Linked DNA regions of Mus musculus: regions 1 and 3 are each linked to region 2. Evidence: chromatin contacts called from public Hi-C data. All regions are on one chromosome and are shown on one strand. The core of a region is the stretch at or near the end of the contact, and the rest is flanking DNA. Distances in the headings are between cores, read along the strand shown.

Evidence for each region. A called contact is a pair of places that touch in the nucleus more often than the background predicts.
Region 1: a Hi-C map of the N1E-115 cell line shows a contact between it and region 2, with 2.7 times the contacts expected there. The contact joins two enhancer-like sites. A contact is called at or near these places in 5 of 484 Hi-C or Micro-C datasets (the Ba/F3 cell line, the N1E-115 cell line, cardiomyocytes and 2 more).
Region 3: a contact with region 2 is called in a Hi-C map of the N1E-115 cell line, with 8 times the contacts expected there. The contact joins two enhancer-like sites. A contact is called at or near these places in 6 of 484 Hi-C or Micro-C datasets (the G1E-ER4 cell line, the N1E-115 cell line, adipose-derived mesenchymal stem cells and 3 more).

Annotation. Positions count from the first base shown.
Region 1 is chr8:56,530,929-56,533,857 of GRCm38.p6, forward strand. Cep44 (centrosomal protein 44) reads right to left here. Exons shown (of 11, transcript NM_001009951.1): 9 at 1,848-1,972; 10 at 1,549-1,586; 11 at 594-804. The coding sequence ends at 762. Among named protein-coding and RNA genes, the nearest start is that of Gm24375, 11 kb to the left of the region's middle. Within about 2 kb of position 1,658, at least 4 of the 459 cell types and tissues checked have an H3K27ac peak or open chromatin away from gene starts, as enhancers often do. A contact at or near this core is called in the N1E-115 cell line, where this site is marked.
Region 2 is chr8:56,683,099-56,686,029 of GRCm38.p6, forward strand. No RefSeq gene overlaps it. Among named protein-coding and RNA genes, the nearest start is that of Fbxo8, 130 kb to the left of the region's middle. Within about 2 kb of position 1,428, at least 14 of the 459 cell types and tissues checked have an H3K27ac peak or open chromatin away from gene starts, as enhancers often do. A contact at or near this core is called in the N1E-115 cell line, where this site is marked.
Region 3 is chr8:56,859,419-56,862,476 of GRCm38.p6, forward strand. No RefSeq gene overlaps it. Among named protein-coding and RNA genes, the nearest start is that of Gm33501, 28 kb to the right of the region's middle. Within about 2 kb of position 1,738, at least 1 of the 459 cell types and tissues checked has an H3K27ac peak or open chromatin away from gene starts, as enhancers often do. A contact at or near this core is called in the N1E-115 cell line, where this site is marked.

The DNA.
Region 1 (2,929 bases), core at 408-2,907, 150 kb before region 2:
TTCATTTACAACGTTAGAAGGTATTCACATAGTAACTTTCTCAGTGACTTTGATTTTCTTTCACTTTAACTTTAAGACCTTTCCTCTCCTTAAACGTTGTTAACGATCCATCATTAGAAAGTGCAGAGCACCTCCACTGCATATCCCATGGAGGGCCAGCATCTGGGTCGGGGCTGACGGTCTAGGGTTATAGAGCAGAGTATTCACACACCCGACACAGTTCCCTCAGCAAACACACAGAAGACGCCCGCTGTCACCACTGCAGTGATAAAGCAGCACTGACTACCCATGAAGAACTAGATTTGTTTAGTTTTCAGTGAGCGTTACAACTGGTTCACCAACACATACGCTAAGATTGTACATATGAGAGCCTCCTGAGTACAATATGCAAGTCCCAGTTGGACTATCTCCAGCAAGATGCAGACCATGTCTTCCAACCCATACTTTCAAAAACATATTACCTAGCTCACTGCCAGTGAATGTCAACACAAAACTACAGAGCGTGCTGTAATGACTTCACACTGTAAGAGCAATATACTGAGACAGAAAGTTTTGCCAAGAAAACTGGAAGAGAAAATCGGCACATATACAGCTTAAAATATTAAAAGTATTTATTTAAGAATGAAAAAGCTCACATATCAAATAGAATCCAAATTCTTAATAAAAACTATCGTATATTAAAATTATATACAGAATTCTTAAATATAGAATATATATAAGTAGCCAAAGTCCTAGGAGCGATTATGCAGAACATTCTACAGTTAGCGACTTGAGCATTTCAGTAACTCTGCTGTCTCTTCAAACCTGGAACAGAACAAATGCTGTGTTAGCTAAGGGCAGGGCTCATAATGGAAGACAGGACTTTGTTTGTTTCTGACCCTGAGATAAACTGAGTGTTCCTCTTTTTACATATAATTACATTAATACATGCACATAGAAGAGAGAAAAAAATAAATAAGTCAACCCTCATAGCCTAAGTTATTTTAGAAGTTTGCTAATGTTAAAGAGCTTTGTACTTTTTTAATGTAGTAGAGTACATAATATTGTGATACCATTTCATCATATATTTTCTTTACACTGCTCTTTGCCAAAACTAGATGCACTGCCCCCCTGTCCCAATGAAAGCATCAGCACTGTGCTCCTTTATCAACAGCATCCCAAAGCCAGCAGGACTAACAACTGAAAATGTCCCCAACTATCCAGCTACATGCTCACAAGGGTTTGGGAAACCAATCAGCACAAGTAGAAAGATGTGAATTAATTAGCAACATCTCTGCCCTCTGTAACTATGATTAACTCTGTGGACAGTGTGTTACACTACTTGTTGGGAGCCAACAAAATGACTCAGCACACACACACACACACACACACACACACACACACACACACACACACACAGGAAGCAAAGCAATGACCCACTGAGTCTGAAGGAAAAGCCACAGCTGATGGAGACTTCAAGGTGTGAACACACAAGCCCAGTCTGCCCACACGGCACTCCAAGGCAGCTCCTACAGAGCAATGGCTTCTCTCACCCTCTCTGTTACTTACATTTTTTTCATCCTTTCCATTTTCTGGATAGTTGTTTCCTTTAATTTGAAAAGCAACAAATTTAGGCAATTTCTCAAAGTAAACAATCCTCAAAGACAGACCATGGCTATAGAAGACACACTGGGGAACACTGCCTACAGAGACTAGTCAACACACAGACCCCTTGAGAGATTACATTTGTAAGTCACCATGTTCTTGCCAACACTATACCATACCCTACTATACACACTATATATAAACACAGTACTTGTTTCTTCTCGACCTTAGAAATCATCGAAGCAGTTGACAGGCTCTCTTACCTCTGAGAACTCTCTCAAGACACAGTAATTAACAATGGAGCTCCCGGGTGCTGTTTCTGATGAGACTGCACTACAGCCAGACGAGCGGTAGTTGCCTGCTGCTCCCCCCACACTGTAGTTTTTATCTGAGAAGAAAATACATTTTAGGATCCCTTTCCATTATACAGAGGAGCCAAGTATTTACAAATAAAATAATGTAAAATGGTTACCTGGTATAGATAAAATGAGTTTTTCATACATTTTTCTTATAGAGGCAGATGCTAAAAATTAATAAAAGTTTTAGAATGCCTTTGGGCTCTGTGGTGCATGCTTGTAATTACACACACGTAGGGAGCTGAGCAGCATGAGTTCACGGCTGACCTAAACAATACAGAGAAACTCTGTCTCCCCACGGCCCCCAATCCAAAATCATTTTACCTTTATCATGATCTGAATCACTTTAAGCATGTAGGAATGGTCGTAAGTTAAACTATAAACTACTTGGGACTAGAGTGACGGCTCAGCAGTCAACAGCCCTTGACTCTTCACGACTTGAGTTCAATTTCCAGCAATCACATGGTGGCTCACAGTGATCTGTAATGGGATCTGAGACCCTATTCTGATGTGCATAATAGAGCATTCAGATACATAAGATACATGAATGAATATATTTTGAAAAATAAATATAAACCACCTATTGATGTGTTCCTTTTTTACAATGGTGACATCTATAACATTGAATCATGAGAAAATTTTCACAATGCTTTATTAAAGCAATGTCGAAGTAATTTCAAAATTGCTCTATCTTTGTTTTGTGGCTAGTGGCAATTATAAAAACTGACTAAATATATATGTTATATATATAAATATAATATAATATATTTAGATATATAAATTTATAATATATTACATTTATATACAGTATATAATTATTGTATATACTATTATATAAATAATATAGTATATACAATAAATATAAAAATGATATAAACATGTATATTTTTATACATTATACAAAATATATCATATATAACATATATATAGCTGGGCGGTGGTGGCACACACCTTTAATCCCAGCAATTGGGAGGCAGAGGCAGAGGCAG
Region 2 (2,931 bases), core at 178-2,677:
AGATGTCATCATGCGGTGGTTTGGTTGTGCTTTAGTGCTACACTTCTAATAATGTGAAGACTTTTCTTGAAGAAGTGAATTAGTAGTAAGTTGTTTTCAACAAACATACTTTTCTTAAAATCTAACAACTGAGAAGAAGGGAAATAGTCAAGGAATAAATATAAATTTAATGTAACAGTGCTTGCTAAAAGTATTTACCCAACTTTTGTTGGAATGTGTTCAAATTGTTACAAAAATGACTTTAAGGAGAAAAGGACAATAAATATTACATGTTTGGCTGCCTGTTCTCTTTCAATAATATTAATATTAACTTTGAGTCACACACAAAAGATTGACCACCAATTTGTTTTTGGGGATGAGTTTAAAGAGCTAAATGTGATATATGGGTGTCTATGTGCTTTAAGCTACTAGTTGCAAATATGCTGTAATTCATTAGTTAATTAATATTTCCCCCTACATCACTTGAAGTTAGATGAGTTGGAAGGAGAGTTCCTGGTGAAATGATAACATATTTTTTGGCCAAAAATAACAATAGGTCTTAGAAGTCACTTTCCTAATTATTTACTGCCATTATTTACTGCCAATATTAATTGATCAGCCTTGAGACTAATATTCAAAATATTGTGTTCTTATTTCATCATGGTGAAAACTCATTTCAGATTAAAAAGTCTAAAGACCCACTTAAATGTATAATTCTGTATATTCTGTAATGCTTGATTGAATGTTGAATTTAAAAACGAACCCACAAGCTATTGAGGAAGGACTGTGATTGATAGTGTGATGATTTTGAAGCAAGGTGTTCTTATTCAAGGGACAGACAGAACTAAGGAGTTATGGCCACTGTAGGAAAGTTTCAAATATGTCATCCAAAACAGCTTGCTTGTCTCCCTCTCTCTACTCTCTCTCTAATATATCTCAGAGAAGACTAAGAGGGAGGGAAGGAAGGAAGGAGGGAGGGAGGGGAAAGAGAGAGAGAGAGAGAGAGAGAGAAAGAGAGAGAGAGAGAGAGAGAGAGATGATAAATGAAGCAAGATATTTAAAAATGGATACCCTTAAGGTATGTTGGTTTTAGTTGTGTAATCTGCTTATATGTTTGGCATTTTTCAAATTAAAAATCTAGGAGAAAAAAGTCAATCATCTTATCTCTTGAAATACACTACCGAAAACAAACCTTTGCTACTCTTTCTTACTTGCTTGAAAGAATCTACCACTTTCTCTAGATGTTCTTTCGTTCGATTATTCCCTTAATGTATTTACTTGGTTTCTTAGGAGTGCTGACTTTGGTTTCATGGGTAAGAATTATACTTGTTTCTTGAATGGATTGTAGTCATGCACAAGGAAAGATTCTTCTATTTTACAAACATTGCCAGCCACTTCTACTATGACCCCAGCTAGGCTGAGCCGAACAATCTTCCAGGCTGAGTCATTCACTCTCACGGCAAATCGAAACTATGATTCTTTCTAAGCCAAAGCAGGGTTTCAGGCTCCACGAAGCATGTTGTTTTTTTGAGTTGTCAGCTAAAGCATTTGCTCATAGTGTGCATCTTTGTAAGAACTTCAGCATCAATAAACAATTTAAAGTGAATTTACTTTAGAAACATGGAACATCGATGTCGTGTCTTTTAGGACGTCAAAGAAATAGCAGACACCACTAAGTTTGTCACATCTATCTGAAGCAAACAAATGTCATTTGCTATTTGGTTTGTCACATGAGTCAATAGAAGAAGGCAACACACAGTAAAAGAGAATACTTATGATATGAGTGTCTTGAAAAGGGGGAAATTGTATTTATTTGTTGCATTAGCATAGTGTTGGAGCCTAAGAATAGTTAAGGATGTTTCAGCCTTGGCATACGTTACTAGAAATTCAGTGTCAGTTATCTGCCAAGGTAACTGGAATGGAATCTGGATGGAATCATAAAAATTAAAAAAAATACATTTTAGCCGTTCTTTATTGAGTTTGTAGCATACACTGGAAAGAAATGTTTTTCACTACTCATTTGATCATCATATTTCTACAAGTTTAGTAATTTAAAACATTACATTGCCATATAACCATATTAATGTTTGAAGTCATATAAAAAGTGGCTTCTAAACACATCAACATTTAGAGTTGTTTGACTTAAATAAAACAAGCTTCGGTGAGGTGTGGCACTAAGCTGTCTGTCTCAAATGCTGGTATTTTTACACTTGAATGACTATGTTATTATTTTTTTTATTTTACTTTATAAAAATTAAAGTTCTCTTTCTTTCAAAGCACTATTAAATAATTGGGTTCTGAATAGGGAATCAAGTGTCTACTTAGTTACAGTTTGATATACCAGAGTACAGCATTTTAGGAGCTAAAAGCGTATCTCTGTTTTACGCATCAGGTGTACAGATTCTGATGGCAATAGGACACAAATGGAATATTAAAGACAATGGCATGAAGGATGCAGCAGGATGTGGTTTTACATGCACACTTTCATTCACATTTAACAGCTGATATCGAAAGCTGTCCAGTAAGAAACTTCTAGATTTTAGAAACCACGAGTCAATCCTGAGTCCTAACACTTATTCTTTAAGATGGTTCCGTTATGCATAAGAATGGAAGAGAAAGGGGACACATGTTATGTGCCCTCAGGGCTGGAGGAAGTTTTGGTTTACAGGCAGCTGTTTTCCAAGCAAAGAAGGGAGGTTGTAAAAGACAGTCCTAGAATTCCAAGGGATGAAATGTACTTTTTGATTTTTCTAGAGTCTAGAATCTAGATAGTAAAACTACCTGTTAGAGGAGGTACGGTGGGATTTTTGTCTTATTTTCTTCTCTGCTTTTAGGCAGGCCATAATGTCTGTCTTCAGTCATTTAGCCATGTCTGGCACCCTGATCCTCACCCCTAATATCCCCATGGAGCAATGGCTGCTTTCTGCCCAGTTTGCTGCCACACCACAAGAT
Region 3 (3,058 bases), core at 488-2,987, 180 kb after region 2:
AACTTCTATGCTGTCCACTCACTCCCTTCAGATAAGCAACCCCTTCTCCTTTAATTGTCATTGTTTTATAGATACTTTGCTGAGGCCAATAAGTCATTTAGATCTGCCCAACATATGTGTGTGTGTGTGTGTGTGTGTGTGTGTGTGTGTGTGTGTGTGTGTGTACTTAAGGCATCTGACCACTTAAGACTGCATAAGCTGTTAGGGCTTCTTCCCTTGAGAAAATTAACAATTCTGACTCCCTCAGAGACTCCTGATTTACTGTAGCTCATCATCTAAGGGTGGGGCTTATGACATTTTCTCCCATCCATGTTGTCTACCCACTTTTTTGATGGGAACATTTACAAACAATTACAATCTGGTGTCATAAAATCTGGAACTTACACCAGAGAAAACGTTTATTTGTACCTTGCCATGTCTACAAAAATAATGCTTGTGAGTAAAAATACTTTTTGAGTGGTGTATAAAAAAAATCTCTATCAAAACAATAACTTTTTTGCAAAATAAAAGGAATGGTTACCATGCAAAGCCTGTACATAATTTTATCTTTTAAAAGCTCATATATGTACATATGTCCATGATGTCTCTCTTTCTGTCTGTTTGCATGCATAGAAAGCACTTAACCTGAAAATAGATCACACAGATTTCCAAACAACTGTGATACATATTTATATACTTTATAATCTTGCTGAATGCAAGCATTCTGAGATGTCTGAGACAGTCATTTTGGTTTCCCTGGTAAATATTTTGTGATTTACAGTTTTCCGTTTATGGAAGGATTTGGTTTAGGAAATTATATGACAGCAATATGATTACATCAGTGAAGATCCAAATAATGTTCTTCCAAGTGGATAATTCCATCTGATACTGCTGAAGGGATGTCTTGTTTCTTGGGTCTACTGAAATCTATACGTAATAAATCTTTCATTTTAAGTGCATTACAAAACATAAAAATATTTTCTCATACATGATCTCATTTTGAGTTTGGTCCAGATACACAAAAATACATTTTATTACACACACACACACACACACACACACACACACACACACACACAGACACAGCACTAGATAAAGGCTTTCATGCCAACTTAAGATAAATACAATATAATCATATATCAACATTCTCATTTAGCAAATAGGAGTATTTTATTTTTGTTTGCTTCTTGTTTTTCCTTCTCACATGAGGTTTGCCAGAGTCATCAGTCTGTGATTTCCTTTACTATATTTGTCAATCTATCAGCTTTTGTGGTTAGTTTTTCAAGATAGTAAGCAATGCTACTTTCGACACATATTTTTTTTTCCTGTGGTTTGAAACAAGGAAGGCGTCCTCTCTCTCTTACCCAGAAGGTAATCTACATGCTGCACCAACATTTGGGTCTGGTCATTGCTAATGATCAAGCAGGGTTGAGACTCTATTTGTCTATAAGTACATCAAGAAACCCATGCTGACAATTGGTGCAAGCTAAGGATCATTTTCCACCACAGTCACCAATAGTAATGTCTCAGATTTTTAAATTTTGATTTGTTTAATTAGGGATGACACCAAAAAAAGTTCAAATATTTAAACTCTAACCTCAAATAAAAAAAGGCCATAAATAACCATAAACCAAAGAATTCTAGCATCAAACATTTAAGGTATAAGCCACTGGTAACAAAAATGAAAATTAAAGAGATTTCCTGTCTCAAATAGCAGCACACAAAAGCTAAGATTTTAAAACCACTTATAATTCCTAGCGAACTGTTTAAAAAGAGACAGGAAGTGAAAAACAGTTTAGAATTCCAAGTCTGTCCTCCCTTGCAACGAGACTGGGAATTTCAGGCATTAATTAATGAAATGTTTTCAGCTTTGTTGTTAATTCTCTTCTGCAAAGCAAGATTCTTCGCAGCACTGTCTCTTCACAGCCTCCTCGTAGATCTTAATACAATGTTCCGGAATATCTAAAGGAAAGCAGACATGCCTGTCACAGTTGTAAACTTATTTGGGAGAAGTTATGGCCCTGACTGTACTGTATCTGCGTTTGTTGATTCTGCACACAAATCTTTGAGGGGTGTTCTTTTCCTTCTGAGCGGTTTGCATCATAAACTTTAGTGAACACCAAAATGGAGAAAACAGTAGGCAGTTAAATGTTGAATTCTGTTTTCCTCTTATCCAATAACCCCCCTTTTATCATTATTTAAGAGAAGCAAAGACCATTAGAGAGAGCTAATTGCCTTCATAGTCTTCAGATTATACTGATGCTCCTGATAGGAGAATTGAGGCAAATTGCATTCTCAAAATGGTCTGGGAACATACCACTTCCAGTAATGTTTTTATCAAACAGGCCTAAAAGCAGAGAGGGCAAGGATGCACTTAAAGGCAATTATCCATCAACATTAGAAAATATAGTTAGAAGATTAAGAGAGCCAAGTATATGCAATATATCTTGATTGCAACAAAGCAGTTGATATAGCATTATTCAATTTGCTAGCTGAATTAATTTAAATTGGTTTACGTAGAAGCATAGTCAAATGAACTACCAGCTATCAAAAGAGTCATAAATAATAGATAACAATAAACACATTTGTTTTACATGTTCCTAATTTACTTACCTCTCTGATCTCTTCAGAACAGTCTATGACAGTTACTATAATAGATGCTACCCTCCAGTTATCTTGGGATCTTTTAGGAATCCTGTCTGCTCTACAAACTTGCAAGGACCTGAGATGTTACTATCAACAAATCCCATTATTCAGTGCTTACTTTATTTATTTATAATGGGTTTTAGCTCTCCTATACATTTCTGATTATGTGTCTGGACTTTTTCTTAATAGAAATTACCAGGAGCAGCACTAGAGGGCTGTGGAAACAGCCTTTGTTTCGACATGTATGTGTTAAGTACTGGCTCTTCCTAGCTCTTTGCTGAAGATGGTTCATTACTCAAGCAGCAGTTTCCCTTCCTCTTCTCAGTTCTCACACTAATGAAGGGGTAACTTTTCTTAAATGTGAGCTGACTGCTCTATAGGTGTGATAACAAAGCCAAGAGCCACTTGGTCTTTGAAAATCCAAAACCCTGTA